Regions from separate parts of the Mus musculus genome. Here region 1 is linked to region 2. The links are chromatin contacts, called in public Hi-C maps. All regions are on one chromosome and are shown on one strand. The core of a region is the stretch at or near the end of the contact, and the rest is flanking DNA. Distances in the headings are between cores, read along the strand shown. Region 1 overlaps Kifap3 (kinesin-associated protein 3). Region 2 holds the start of Kifap3 (kinesin-associated protein 3).

Evidence for each region. Hi-C and Micro-C count contacts between places; a contact is called where the count stands out from the background.
Region 1: a Hi-C map of the HPC-7 cell line shows a contact between it and region 2, with 2.0 times the contacts expected there. The contact joins the enhancer-like site here to the promoter of Kifap3 in region 2. A contact is called at or near these places in 2 of 39 promoter capture datasets (liver and macrophages), 1 of 15 datasets of contacts at CTCF or cohesin (the NIH/3T3 cell line) and 1 of 484 Hi-C or Micro-C datasets (the HPC-7 cell line).

The regions. Positions count from the first base shown.
Region 1 is chr1:163,833,366-163,836,916 of GRCm38.p6, forward strand. The region is part of intron 10 of Kifap3 (kinesin-associated protein 3); the gene reads left to right. Among named protein-coding and RNA genes, the nearest start is that of Kifap3, 56 kb to the left of the region's middle. Within about 2 kb of position 1,901, at least 8 of the 459 cell types and tissues checked have an H3K27ac peak or open chromatin away from gene starts, as enhancers often do. A contact at or near this core is called in the HPC-7 cell line, where this site is marked.
Region 2 is chr1:163,777,817-163,781,602 of GRCm38.p6, forward strand. It overlaps Kifap3 (kinesin-associated protein 3), which reads left to right and starts at 1,767. Exons shown (of 20, transcript NM_001305643.1): 1 at 1,767-2,086. The coding sequence starts at 2,055. It overlaps Gm51663 (predicted gene, 51663), which reads right to left and starts at 1,724. Exons shown (of 2, transcript NR_165475.1): 1 at 1,557-1,724.

The sequences.
Region 1 (3,551 bases), core at 651-3,150, 56 kb after region 2:
ATTTTACCCCTTTTAACTATTTCCTAGCTCCTAGCATGCTCTCAGAGATGTTATTTTTGTCAGGTTTTCTTTCCTCCAGTACCTTAAGAGCATCACACGGCCCACCCTCGCTTTGTCTCTGAGGGCCTTGTTGTGTGCCCACTGTCAGATCACTGGGATACCTTTGAAAATTAGTTGTTTTTGTTTTTTTTTTTTAAATCTTGCTTCTTAAGAATCCTGTCTTTAACTTTTGAAGCTTGCATACATGTTTTATGTTATAACCTTATGAATTTGTGAATTTTCACTTGTAATCTTTGGCCTTTGTATATGTAGCTGTTTAATTTATTTCTACATTTAGAGGTTTTCTGTTACCATCTTTGAATAAACTTTCTACTGCTTTGGCTTCTCCAGTCTGTTCAGGTCTAATAACTCCAACAGTTGCTCAGTCAGTTCCTCTTCTCAATCCTTTCGTGGCTCCTGTGGCTCTGTTTTCAAGTGGCCTGCCTTTGAACCCTGATGTGTTTTGCTGTCGCCCTCTGTCACATTTTCCTGTCATTTAGCATGCTTCCCAGCACAGGGGTTTGTTTGGTTTCCTTCTTTCTTCTTTGCCTGATAAGTAAGAGCTTATTGACTTCTTCCTGTGTGTTCACCTGAATTTGAGTTCTCAGAGTAACAATTTTAAGTTGTCCATGAGTTCATAAACATTGCTCAGTTTCTGGCCCTGTTTTGTGCTTGTGGTGAGATAGCAGGTCTATAAAATTTACTGATGTTTATTGGAATCGAATGGACACCTATGCTTTTAGCAATTAGATGAAATCCATTCTCTTGTCATTTGTCCATTTCTTCCAGGATTTCTAAATCAGGATTCTTATTTTCTTGTGAGCCTGTGGTCACTATTGCTGTATCACCACTAGATGGTACCCTAAGTATGAGTTTGCAATGTATCCCTACCTGATTTACTTATCTTCAATGCTTCTGCTGTAGAAGCCCAAAGCCAACTTGGCCTAAATGCAAACTTGATATATTGTTTAAGATGGAGTTTATGAATACCTAAAAAGAATAGTTTGCCACTTCAAGCCTTTATTGGAGCCAAGAGACAGTGTTCATCTTTATTAATTTCCTGTGTTCAGGCTCATAGGATTTTACTTGGTACTTACCTCACCATGGGAGGATCAAATTCTGAAGTAACAGTTTGGTACCTGCTCATTTCTTCTCCCAAGTAGACTTGGTTCTCTTATTTATGCTGCCTGGGTCTAGAGCGCGTATAGGGCTGGCAGTGTCCTGAACACCCACAGCATAATGCCATATTGCACCTAGAGCCTAGATCTTGTTGAGTCCATAATGTGACCGAGACCCACCTAAGACTCCTGCAGCCAGCTGCAGGTCATGTTAGCAAGGATACAGTTCTGTCTTAGGTATCAGTATACCAACAGGCCGGTCTAGAGGGTCTGTCTATAGATACTAGCCTGGATCCACTGCTGCTGAATTTCATTATCACTGATCTGTGCTTAATTTACTCTTCTGCCATCTAGAAAGCAGAGTCTTTCTCCATGTCCTGTTAACTGAGGAGGTATCACTTGACTGTCCGGCCATACGTAGTCCAGAGGGCAAGTCCGCTGTCCTGGTGATACCTGCCCTGGAGCTCTCTGTTCAGTACTGTTTGACTATGGGTTCACAAGGTATAGGTTCTTGCATTATGGAGTGAATTCCCTTTCTCACCCAAGTAGATGTTTCTTTGGATGCTTGTTGCTTGTGTTTAGAGAAACTGAGACCCAGGCACCTTCCTTCTTGCTTTCCTCAGTGTATCTGTAATTATTACCCTGAAACCAAGTGCTGTGATCTCTTATCTGGTTTCCTTCACTCTGGGAAGTGGGTTCTCACATGAGTATGTGCCTGACCAGAGAGTGTAAGTGGGAAGCCTGCTACTGGAGACTTTACCCACATTTTGCTCTATAATCGTGTTATCTTTCATAACAGACATGGCACTCTCCTAATGATATATTCACCTCCCAAAAGCTCCAAGCTGACACATCTTCACACGGAAGATTAGGTTTCAATATCTGATTTTTGTGGGGATATAGATTTTCAGTTTGCAAGAAGTCTCTTAGAATCAATTACAGATATATTTTCTAAATTTTTTATGTAAGTTAAAGTAGTGATATGATTAAAGCATAAACTAAGGTGACTGTACTTAAGACTGTTACTGGAGCTTTAGGCAAGAGCCCTGACTTCAGGATGTAACGTTAACTGACTTAAAGAGAGGTAAATGGTGAAAAGCCACAAGAGGAGATGTAATCGGTGGAGCACGTCGTAAAGGACATATATAAAAGGGTTCCGTGGCCCCAAGTACATATTCAGGAAGAAAGAATTAGGGGATGGGAAGAGGTATACGTAAGTGAGCAGTCTCAGACAGGGTGTCGTTTTGCTGGTCATTGTCTCATTTCTGGTCCTGTGAGGTCATGCAGACAAGTTTCAATGGGAGTAGCATAGTTCCCACAGGATGGTTTCTTCTGCGCCTGCGGCCAGCAGCTGAAGGTGGGATTTCTCACTAGCATAGAAAATGGTCCTCATTTGGATGGTAGTCTGTTGGCTCCCAGCTCCTCAGGGGTGTTTGGGAGGTTCTTAACCATAAAGGTGGCTACTGGTTGATAATCTTGTTCCTAGAGGAACTGGGATTTTAATCCCATGTTTTTAGGACAGTAACTAAATTCCAGGCTTTTTATCTGGCTTTTAGTTACCTTGTGGTCTGAGTGGTCTGTGGTTCTCCGTGCGGGCTCTGCTGTGTGTGAATACCTATCATTGTCTTTCATTCAAGTTTACAAATCTGAAGATAATTCATAGTTTAAAGCTATAGATATTATTAGTATGCTCAAGAATGTACACTTTCTGAATGGCTTCAAGGCACAGTGTATTTTTCTTGAATGTTGTTTCCTTCCCCTGCTAAGCCATTTCCTTTGTACCAGCAGCGTATGGAGAGCAGTGAGTGCCCTCCCCTATGATGATGTGTTAGCTCCATCTCCTGAGATTTTGCAAACTGACAACTGAGCTTATTTGAATTGGATATTTTTTAAAATTGAATTCCAAATAAATTCCCCAAGGTTTTCATCCTGGTAATGGTGGTCTTCAGCCTCCCGCAGGGGACTTGCAACCCTGAATGAGCAAACCTGTTTTCCTTGACTGTCCTGCTTTGCTTTGCTCACAGAAACTGCATTTCGGGTATTCTTGAGTTTCTGGTATTGCAGTTGTTATTGTGTTGTTATGTGTATAGATAATTGAGTCTTCAGTTCCTAGCGTAAGAAGCTGACCTTCCCAGTGGAGTCTTCCAGTGATCTGTTAACATGTCTGATGTTTGGCCATCAAGCTTATGTAAAAAGTATAGTAAGAAACTGCTACCAAAGCTGTGCCTTTGAAAAGGTTAGGACTTTGACTCAGAGTAGTATGTATTTAATATTGTTGCAACACAGTGCTCACATGAATATATGAGATACATATATACATATATATATATATATATGTAAAATTGTGTATATCTGCATGTATATATATGATATATATTTAATTTAGTATATGTA
Region 2 (3,786 bases), core at 517-3,016:
GTAGTGGGTGGGTACGGGAGTGGGGGTGGGTGGGTATGGGGGACTTTTGGTATAGCTTTGGAAATGTAAATGAGCTAAATACCTAATGAAAATGGAAAAAAAAAAAACAGGTTCTGCTTTTTATCCTTGACTGACCTGGAACTGGCTACATAGACTAGGTTGGCCTCCAAGTCATACTCAGCCTCTGCAAGAATCTTTAATATGTTCATTTGAATGTAAACTATATTTTGATCTTTTAAGTTTAGGTATATGAAGGCTTTATATTAAAAAGATATTTTTAGTTATTTTGCTGTGCGTGTGTGTGTGTGTGTGTGTGTGTGTGTGTGTGTGTGTGTGTGTGTGTGCGTGTGTGTGGTGTGTCACCAGACACATGTGTAAGTCAGAGGACAACTTGCAGATGTAGCTTCCTCTCCTCCCATGGTGTGGGTCCCAGAGATAGAACTCACATTCTCAGAGGTGGAGGCAGGCTTCGTTGCCAGCCTTTACAGAAGTTTTAAAGCAGTGGTTCTCAACCTTCCTAACACTATGACCCTTTAATAAGTTTCTCACGTTGTGGTGACCCCCAACCATAAAATGATTTTGGTTGCCACTTCGTAACTACTGTACTTTTGTTACTGTTATGACTCTTGATGTAAATATTCGTGTTTTCCAATGACTTTAGAGACCTTCGTGAAAGGGTCCTTCCACCCACAGAGAGGTCATGACTCACAAGTTGAGAACCACTGCTTTAAAGTAGTGTGCCTTGCTTTTATTGTTAAAGATGTTGTGAACGATAATTTGTGCATTTTTTGCCTTGGTTTGAATAATCAATATTTGAAATAGAAAGTCCAGTTAGGAAGAATCCCATGTGTGAACCGATTAGACTAATCATCAGAGTGTGGATGGAGAGAAAAAGCTGCAGATAATGACTACCTTAACGATAAGACAGAACTTTGTGACAGTTTGTTAAGAAGACTTTGATAAATATGGAGAATGTAGTTTGCCTGGAATTCCTTATTGATAAATTGAAAGAATAGTTACAACTTTATCAGAAATAAATTTAATTGGTGTGAGTTGGTAGGGGCATAAAACATCTCTTTAATGTCTCTCTGCATGACATTTTATGCATAAAAATCTATCACTATTAACTCTTTTGAAGGAATGGCTAACAATGTGATACCAGAAGACGGTGATGGACAGGTTAAAGGATCTCAAAGCAGAGCAGACAGCTTGCTTTGGCTAAAAAGCGGCTCTTTTCTCTCTCCAAATTGTCAGCAATTATTTGCCTTAGAAGAAACAATTTCTCAAGAATCTTGAGTTAAAGTTAATCAGTGGACGATTTGGAAGTTCAGAAGTTGGCTTGTTATAATGGAAGGGAGTGTTTTCTACTTTGGGATTTTAAATGCCACTTTCAAAGTTGATCCAATCCACATCACAGACTATTTCCACCAGCTAGAATTCAGTGCAATCAATGCAGAACCTTTTACATGTTCCAAAATAGAAGCTCCACCAAAGAAGTTGTTGTCAAAGGCTAGTCTGATCACCATCATTAGTTAGCTAGAAGGTTCACTGGTTACCTTGTCTCCTTTCACGCTAAGGACTTTACGTTCCAATTTTGCAGCTTGCAATGCTTCTTCCTTTCCCATCCTCCAGGGGGCAGTGACCAGGAATATGCCTCTAAATCACAGGCTCCCAGATCAGTACCAAACCCTTCCTGCGCTGTTCCTGGGAGCGTCAGATTTGTCGCAGGAGCCTCACCCTGAGCCTGCGCAGACTGTAGCTGTCGCGTGAGCGCATGCGCCTTGCGGAGAGTTCGGCCCTGACGGCTCTGGGCGGGTCTGGGCTGCTCCAGTGTTTTGGGGCCCAGGAGCAGTGGGAGGAGCCGGCGGGTTCACCGTGGTAACCGCTGCGCCGCCGCCGCCGCCACCGCCACCGCCACCGCCGCCCCGCCTTGCAGGCCTTGGGACTGTCACCGCTCTGCTTTGAGGGTACTTTGGCCGGGTCTCCGGAAGTAGCCCTCCCAGATTCTCAGACACTCCCATTCTCCCCACGCCGCTGCCGCCGCCGCCGCCGCCATGCAAGGCGAGGACGCCAGATACCTCAAAAGGTGATGACCCGGGCTCCGCCCTGAGCAGGTCCTTAGGTGTTTCCCGGCTGACCATGGGATGTCCAGGGGCAGAGCTAGACACGAGAAGGGGTGGGACGCAGGGAAGGAAAGAAAGAGGAGAAAATGATGGGGTGGAATAAAGGATGGGCCCTGCGGGGGCGCGAGGTCCTCTTTGGCTTGGAGGTGTCCTGACAGCATCTGATGATGTCCTTGCTACATTAATCTATAACCTCATTAAGAGGCAGGTTAGGCGAGATAAATCCCATATTTCCTAGGTTTTGTTTTTTGTTCTGCCCCACTCTCCTGGATTCCTCAATAGATAAATCCCATGGAAGCTTGGAAATGAATTCTGTCACATCACCAATTTGTGTTCAGTTTGAGATTCATAAATCATGGTGGGGTGTGTGGAATAAAGACGGACGTGGTGGTTTTTGCTTTATGCAAGACTGGATTGAGATGTTCAGTCAGCTGGTCTTGGTCCACTTTACTCACTTGACGGTCACATACACTGTATAATTTCTGTAGGAAGTTCATTATTATTAAGACCTTGGCATGCGAAAGCCTACTATTTTTTTTTTTTACATATGTATGATATCAGCTACACCAAGAAAAAGGAAATTTTGTGAGATTCCTTAATGTCTGTAGAAAAATAAGACCACCCATGGTTAGAAAAATATACCTCTCACTGAACCAACTGTGAGGGAGCAGTGAATAAATCTTTTAAAATGCTAATGTAGAGTCTCTATTTTTCGTTAAAGCTCTGTTGCTAATCCACTGCAAAGAGCACATAGATTTGGTTTTTTGGACATAATTACTTCATTTGAAAATGAGAGATAATACTTTCTGAAGGACATAAGGACAAAGTATGAAAATACTTTTGAGAGAAAAACCATGCATGTTAGGTGGTGACATTAAGTCCTAATAAAATTTGTTAAGTGTATTTTCCCTTACTTGATAGGGTTCTAGCCATATCTTGCAAGAAATTAGAAATAATCTTGCAAGTGGTAGTGGATTCTTGAACATAGTCAAATAGTTGTAAGATAAATCAACTATACTGCTTGTACAAGACAAGGGAACACAGTGCTTTGTCTTTTTCATTTTATATCTTTAACGAAAAGGCAAATGAGAAGACTTTCAGTAGAGATTTGTAAAAAGGAATATGTAATAAAAACAAATACATGGTCAGAGTACTCATTCTAACGTCATTTTGTTACCATATACACATGTGCCCATTCCCATACTCCTGTACACACACTCTTTATCTGTCAAATACAGTACACTTTCTAATTTCAACTTTAAACCGAAGGTTGTTTTAAAGAACATGCTGCCATTGTAGCATTTGCTGATTTTCATATACTATGGGTGTGTCAGATGTGGTTTTATTTAGAGTCATTGTACTAGTGTGGACCCTCTTAAAACCACATCATCTAGAAAACAATCAATACAACTGATCTACTTACTCACTGTGATGTTTTAGTCATAATCTGGAAAAAGATTTTAAAAACATTGTTCAATTTTGTCTAAGTTTGCATTGCCTTAGCATGTGTATATTTACATACACACATACATGATATATATTGCACATATATATTGCATGTGTATATATATATGTGTGTGTGTGTGTGTGTGTGTGTGTGTATGAGACATACAGACATAATGGAAAAGGCATGAACTTGCTGGATTTGATATATATGATACTT